Regions from separate parts of the Zea mays genome. Here region 2 is linked to region 1. Evidence: chromatin contacts called from public Hi-C data. All regions are on one chromosome and are shown on one strand. The core of a region is the stretch at or near the end of the contact, and the rest is flanking DNA. Distances in the headings are between cores, read along the strand shown.

Evidence for each region. A called contact is a pair of places that touch in the nucleus more often than the background predicts.
Region 2: a contact with region 1 is called in a Hi-C map of ear, with 4 times the contacts expected there. The contact joins the promoter of LOC103628951 here to the enhancer-like site in region 1. A contact is called at or near these places in 6 of 25 Hi-C or Micro-C datasets (bundle sheath, ear, leaf and 2 more).

Annotation. Positions count from the first base shown.
Region 1 is chr6:7,382,592-7,386,436 of Zm-B73-REFERENCE-NAM-5.0, forward strand. No RefSeq gene overlaps it. Among protein-coding and RNA genes, the nearest start is that of LOC100382671, 21 kb to the left of the region's middle. Within about 2 kb of position 1,435, at least 11 of the 20 cell types and tissues checked have an H3K27ac peak or open chromatin away from gene starts, as enhancers often do. A contact at or near this core is called in ear, leaf, root tip and 1 more, where this site is marked.
Region 2 is chr6:7,498,894-7,502,507 of Zm-B73-REFERENCE-NAM-5.0, forward strand. LOC103628951 (glycolipid transfer protein 2) reads right to left here and starts at 2,001. Exons shown (of 5, transcript XM_008650138.3): 1 at 1,538-2,001; 2 at 646-701; 3 at 226-492; 4 at 1-39. The coding sequence starts at 1,736.

The DNA of each region.
Region 1 (3,845 bases), core at 185-2,684:
GAAGGCTGGAGCTGGGCTGCAGCCTGCAGGAAGAAAAGGGGCCGGCGGGGGGGTCCCAGTCCCAGTCCAGCGGCCGGCACTGAATCGAATGCCTGACCCGGCGCCCTAGCTAGCTAGCTTCTTGCATCGGAGTGCGAGCGCAAAGCGCATGTATATGCATGCATTCATGCAGAGGGGAGGGGAGAGCTTTCTTTCTTCGGTCCTTCTTGTTCTTGATTGAGAGCACTACTCGCCACCGCTTGCATTGCATCGTCTCCCTCCTCGTCCCGTCCTGCGTGCGTCCGCATGGCATGGCTGAATACATACATACATACATACCTCTGCCATTACGCTTTTCAGGCACATGCTAAGTAGTAGCAGCAGATGATACATCTCATCTCATAAAGAAAACATAGTTAACACCACCCGCTTTCCCGGTGTCCTGTCCTGCGCTGCTCGCGTGCGTACAAGGTTGCATTCTATCAGCAGTATCAGCGCTAGCGACTGATGATGTATCAGCTGGACCATGCTGCATATATATGTTCCTCAATCCTCATGCAACCTCTGAATAATCTGAACAGAGAGCTTCACCATTATTAATTGCACGCTCATCGTCAGTCTTTGTTTAATCTGCACAGGAACCTGACGATCTAGCTTTTCTGGGTGGCATGCATGGCATATTTGTCCATTGAACCGGTAGATACCTGAAAGGCAGATGAAAGGCACTGCTCATATGTATGCAGCAGTAGCATGTGTTCTTCACCTCAGTGCAGCGCACGCAGGTGCTTGCAGAGAGGAGGCCACATCGTGTCGTCCATGCATGTCAAAAGTGAGGAGGACGGCTGCTCGATGGTGCGGTCAAGTACAGTACTAGTACTGCTACAGCTAGCCCTAGCCAGGACTGCAGCAGAGTGAATAATGATACTTCAATACATGCATACTGAACACTGATGAATAGCTAGATAGTAGTATTCCCTCCTTTCCAGATTATAAGTAGGTTTTCGAGGTATGCATGATAGTGTGTGTCGTGCATGTGATGGATATAGATTAGCAAACCAAAAGACCAGCTACCTGCTCATCAACTTGGCTTCCTGCTAACTAACGAGCAAAACGCATCCATTATACATCAGCCTCAGCTCAGCTGCTCAACTGATGGATGATGATGAGAATGTGATCGAGAGCCCTGCCTTTGCCTACAGTAGCTACAACTACAGTACCTGTTGATTTTGGTCTTGGTCCCAAGATGGGGTCGTCCAACAAACTTTGAATCTGCAGACATACCTAGCTAGTTAGGAGCGAGTAGCTATATGTGAACATGTGGTTGATATGCGCGTGGTTGGTTGATGTGTTCGTGGGAATCAGGCTCGCGTCGGCACGGGTGACCAGCGAAGCTCTCTCCTAGCATCTCTGTGCGTGCAGGTGGAAGTGGTAGAAAATAACTAGGTTGTACTCGTGCATGCAGACTACGCTCAGCCGGTACAGGCCACCAATCATATGCATGCACACGGTCAACGCGCGTGACGAGCCTGGACGTGGCCAAGCGGACAACCAATCAGGCCGTATATGTTTACGGTGAGGCTGGCTCCAACAAGGCCCCCTAAAGGGTTCTCTACCCTAAATATAGAGGACCAAATGGTCCTCTACGCTCTCCAGCAACGTCCTTTAAACGGTTCTTTAAATTTAGAGGACGCTGCTGGATTCTCTATATATAAAGTTTCTCTAAACGGTCCTCTATCCATTTGACTACTTTAAATAACCGGTTTAGCAAAACTAAAATATGTATAATACATTTGAGAGTATGATAAATACGTATGTATAAAAAATAAAATTAAAAAATATCTTTTATATGGGTATTTGAGTATAGAGGACGTGATTTAGAGGACGTTGTTGGAGAGAAATGAGATATAGAGGATGAAATTTTTTAGAGTAGACTGTAAAGGACAGATATAGAAGATGAATATAGAGGACGTTGTTGAGTGATTGTCAATGTGGCAGATTTAAAAATCAGCCATAAAACATATGCATGTCAGCGCTTCATCTTCAGCTGTCTCATCGTTACTGTGCTATTATTATGTTGTGGATTGGACTCAGCCCCGACCCGCGGGTCTCGCTTTCACCTCCGTGCCAGCCCACGAGGCCCGCTACAAATGTAGCCCAAAAACGGCCGCGGACAGACAGTCAAATAGACGCAGAGAAATATGGGTTCGGTTCTCAGCTTTTGTGCTTGTGAACTCACTTTCTGGTATTATTCATTCGTTATTGCAATTTGTAACTCAACAAAAAACAATGTTCTAAATCTGAAACTGTTGATCAATATTTGTAGCACTGGGCACAGATGGACGGAGGTCCATAGCCGCGGATGATCCACGAATAGATCGAATCAGACGGTTAAAGCTTCTAGCTCACGTGTTTAGTCCTCTAATCCCACAAAAACGCTTAGGAACGGGTCTATACCTTCCCCTTATATATTTGAAGAGGTACGACCGATTAAACAACCAACAATTAATCAAACAATCAATATATCTTTAGTAACATAGATCTCATCCTCTAATCTTCACCTCTCTAATAGTGTGTTTGGTTTGAGGAATGAAGTAATCCATCTTCTTCTCACTCATCACTTTTTTATTTGGTTTGTGGAATAGAATGAGTTGATCCATCATCATCTCATTCCTCATAAGCTAATAATTAGTATATAAATGAGGAGTGAGTTGATTCCACCAAAATTGATGGAATGAACCTATGATGCATCACCTCATGAAGCATAGAGTGACTCCACAAACCAAACACACCATAAGATTCTATGTCGTTTAGAGACGTCTTGGGTGGCCTGCGGATCCCAAGACAAGCCCTAGGATCTCTCCTCCCGACAGGGTCCCTCTCGGGAGCGAGATCTAGGTGCTCTTGGTGAAATCCGTCGCCTCTGCACATGCCCGGACCGTTCTGCCATCAGGCACAAACTATCCGGCCCGTCGGACAGAAACACTAGCTTTTGTACCAGGTCGCGGACCGTCCACGCCTCCTCCGCAGAAAGCACCTTCGCCGGTATCCATCATGGACTCGTGGTGATTGGCGACTATAACGACGCCAACAGAGAAACATTGCAGTTTTTTTGGACAAAACAAAAAAAGATATGGAGGACGGACGTGCAGGGAAGGGGCAGGCCCACGTGGGTGTCATGGGTATTCATTGAATACCCAAGTTTTTGGTGATCTAAGTAATTTTGTCAATAATGTATTAGACAAAATAGTTTTAGAGCACTAATTTCTTTAATCTTTTTGTTGACACCTTTTTCGGGTGCCAAACACTCAACAAGAACCGGCGGCGGTGCTCTCTGCACAGGCGCGGACGGTCCGCGACCAGGGACCGGACGGTCCGCGACCTGGAGCAGGGGCAAAGGTTCCCTGCCTGACGGCCGGACGGTCCGCGCGTGCGCAGGGGGTGGCGAAGGTCGCCGGCGGCGCCTGGATCTCGCTCCCGGGAGGGACCCCGTCGGGGAGGAGAGATCCTACGTGTTGTCTAGGCTCGGCAGGCCGACCTAGACTCCTCTAATCGACGTAGAGTCGAAGAGAGGCGGAGAATTTGGAGATTGAGAGGCTAAACTAGAACTAGACTAGAACTATTCCTAATGCGTAAGGTAAAAACGAGAAATAGACTTGATTTGTTCGATTGATGGGGGGTTCAATCGGCCGTAGCCCTTCATCTATATAAAGGGGGAGGTCTGGATCCGTTTCCAACTGTTTCCCGAGTTAATCCCGCGGTTTTAGGCAACAAATCCCGCGAGAAACTAGGAACCCTAACTGACTCTGCGCGCGCGGACCGTCCGGCCTCAGGGCCGGACCGTCCGCAAGGCTCATTTTAGCCTTCAA
Region 2 (3,614 bases), core at 751-3,250, 120 kb after region 1:
TACGAAGAACTCTCTTTCCGGGATGAGCTTCAGTGCTACCTGACAACTATGCTCGACAGATTAGGTCAGTGAGCAAAAACCAAACCTACTAGTAATTAGTAGCACACTTAGCTCAGCAAGCATGACCACAAATGTAAACAACAAAGAAGTGTATCTGCAAACCAGAAAGTAATAGATGTGACTGTACTAGCTGAGGAATGCGGAATAAGTATCCAGGTGATATACCTTGTAAGCAGCTGACGAGATCCAGCCATGCCATGGCTTCAGAGTATTTGCGTAGGCTTCTTCCACGATCTCTTCCAGGCTCGACTCAGGAGTCTCCAGCAGCCTCTCCAGTAAGTACTTTGAGAATTTTATCGACCTAGACAGCCAGATGATAGCTCTGGTGCAGCTCTTGGTCTTCTTCGCTGTCCCTTGCTCCATTTCCTCGGTGACTATCGCCGTCAAGCACGCGTATTTGGAACAGTCCTTTTCATGCAGGTCTTGTAACCTCTGCGGGAAGGAGATCATAGAGGCAATTCTAGGTTAGTGATTCGAACAGATGCAAATGAATTGGTGGCAACTGACAACTGTATAGCAGCTTGGGAGTAAGTCTGTACAAAAAAAAGTGATGACAGGCATGCTAAGTGCAGAAGGGTGGGTTACCTGGACATTTTGCTGAATGTCCTGCCTCAGGACTAGCAGAGTTGGTCCAATCTCATCTTCATCCAACAGAGGGTAGAGTTTGTCAGTTTACTCTGATTTTTCAGAAAGAGAGAGATATATAGTGGAGAGAGTAGCACACGAAAAAGCAACAGCCAATGGAATATGTTGCTTTTTACAAAACTTTGTATCTTCTCAATGTACTGTTCTAGGAAATTTTACTAAAGACTTCCACTACAGAAAAAAAAGGTTTAATAACAAGCCCTATGATGTCTGAAAAAGAAATCATTTGGGAAGCGCTATGGCACTACATCACTGATCACTGCCTGTCAGGCTAAAAGAAATATATCAGCACATGTCCAATTTGGTGGCATCATGATCCATGACAGAAAAAGGTTAAATGCCTCTTGGCCACTTATTTAGTTGAGGTATCCATTCCCTCCAAGAATCCAACAGGGCACAAAGTGTGTGTGCAAATTGTCACATCCCATATATGACAACACGTTGAGGAATGCTAAACCTGACCCACAACACCTGCACACAGAACCTGCATACAGAAACAACCATTTTTTTCCCCTTTGCTCAATGCAAAGCAAGATTCAGAATAATAACATCACATCTACTGAAAAGTCCCCTCAGAAGAACATACTGTATATGAACAAAACAAGGTAAAACAATTGATGGTTATTGATCAGAACACTAGACCTGCTGAAAGTCTGAAACTACCTGACAATCGATCGAAATAACCCAGACTGAAAATGGTCGCTAGACCTCCTTATTACAAATCAAAGCCGGGCAACCGGATCTTTCAAAAAAATAATAACTGGACTGAAAATGGAGCTGTTTTTCAGTACAGAACTTGCATATGTATGACAGAGCATAATGAGTTACGAACCAAGGACATGGATGAGCTGCTTGGAGACATAGAGGAGGTCCATTGTGGATGACTTGTGCTGCTCCTGCACTTTCACCTGCTGAACCTGCACCTCCTCCTCCTCCTCCGCCCCATCTCTTGAACCGCACAAACGGAGCTCCTCCATGGCCAGTCTCAGCTCAGACTTGCCCTTCTCCATCTCCTTCCGTTTCCTCTCCATCTATCCTCCTACCACTACCTTTCCTTATCACCTGAACCACCCCGAGCCTCAGCTAATCCACTACTTATACACACGGAAGCAAGCTCATTTGCTGGCATTTCTTGGGACAAATGATGGGGTCAACTTCTAGTTTCTGTCCTTTTCTTCTTTTCTTTCCTTTTCTTTAAAAAATAAACAGCGGCGTCTTGTGTTGTTCATCGCATCCCTCTCTGTGTCAAGTCAGAACAGCCAACTGGGAATTATTGAGAGTAAAAAACGGGTGGTGCCTCCTGTCCTTACTCGGCCGGGAGAGATGATTTTAATTGCCAGATGCAGTTGGCCTGGATGGACTTGTTTATTCACATTCACACATTGCTGTGTGTACTTGTTATACTAATATAATCCCTTTTCTATATGCATGATTGTTGGTGAAAGCTTTCGCGGCAACCTACGCCCAAACTCCAACCAGTGAAAAATACAGATTGTTTTCTGAACCAAGAAAAAAAATATACAGATTCTTGAAGGTAAAGCCGTACGTTTATTCTTGGACTTCTCTACATAACTGGATTTTGTTTATTGCACTGACAGTGGGCTTAAACAAGTCTCATGATAAGTCCCGGCCCGTTGCTTGTTTTGTAATGATCCTTGTAGCAATCAGTTTAAATACAGATTCTTTCCTGCAGTTTAAATACAGCTCCAGCGGATAATGCTGCATGCATGTATGCTTGTTTTCTGGTGCAGCGATGCATAGCCATCGTACATTTTGTCTTGTCAATAATTGGCAACTTGGAACCAAACAACTGAAGCTGGGTATTGCTGGCCAGTTCTTTCTTCCAGAGCCTTGCGATTGCGATGTTGGCCCTTGTCTTTTCTAACACCCTTTCCTGCCCAAGCTAACCCACGGCCAGATCCATGCGTGCATCACAGGAAAAAAAAACGAAGTGTTCCTGATGTCAGGAGTTTATGTATGTAAAAAAATGTACCCTGATAGTTACATTTGACACTTGGAATTGGATCCATCAGGATTCAGTGGGCTAAGCTACTACTGCGACGGCTGACTGAACTATCTTGTTCGGCTGCCCGCAGCTGCAATCCATAGAAACAAAATATTGTAGAAGCCGCAACCGGGTTAAAGCCGTATCGCGAAGTCGGACAGATTCTTCCATCTCTCTTCTCATCTCTATGCTCAAATATTTGTATTTCTGTTGTGGTATAACAGAAAGGGGGTTTCCTTTTCTCTTAGCTGAACGACATCGTCATGACAGTATGTGAGACCACGACTTGTGAAAGATTAAAACCTTAGCTTACTACCAAAATATAAAATGTTAATTGAGGGAGTGTGCATGGCAAAGGAAATCCGCAGGTAAAGTACGTACGCAGGTGAACCCAACCCACAGAATCTGCTCCCCAGGGCAGATTGGCCACACATTGCCCGAAGCAAAGTCAAGCAACACTAGCTAGCTAGGACTGTAATTAATTAAATTGGGGAAAAAACTGTGGTTTTGCCATCTGTCATGGAGAGTGTGTGTGTATATATATATACCAGCAATGCATGAGAATTCGAAGAAGATTATCAATGAGACATACAGTAGTATATGCTCTCGCTGGGTGCCTCCCTGCACGGCACCTTCTCTGTGATTTGAAACCAGTGGCAGCCGACATCACAACAGCTCTAGAATAGTACAAGATGTGCATCACATCACATCACCTCATCAAGTTTACATGTGGCCTATGAGATGAGATGAGAGCTTGGCTGCGTTGCTTCCCAACGTACGAGAGCGGTTGCATTGACTTGGGATCTACTCCATATGTCTTAAAAAAATACTAGTACTCTTACTAGCTAAGCATTGCTGTGATAAGATCGCAGGAAAGAGATGCAGCACAGTTTCTGCTGTTTGC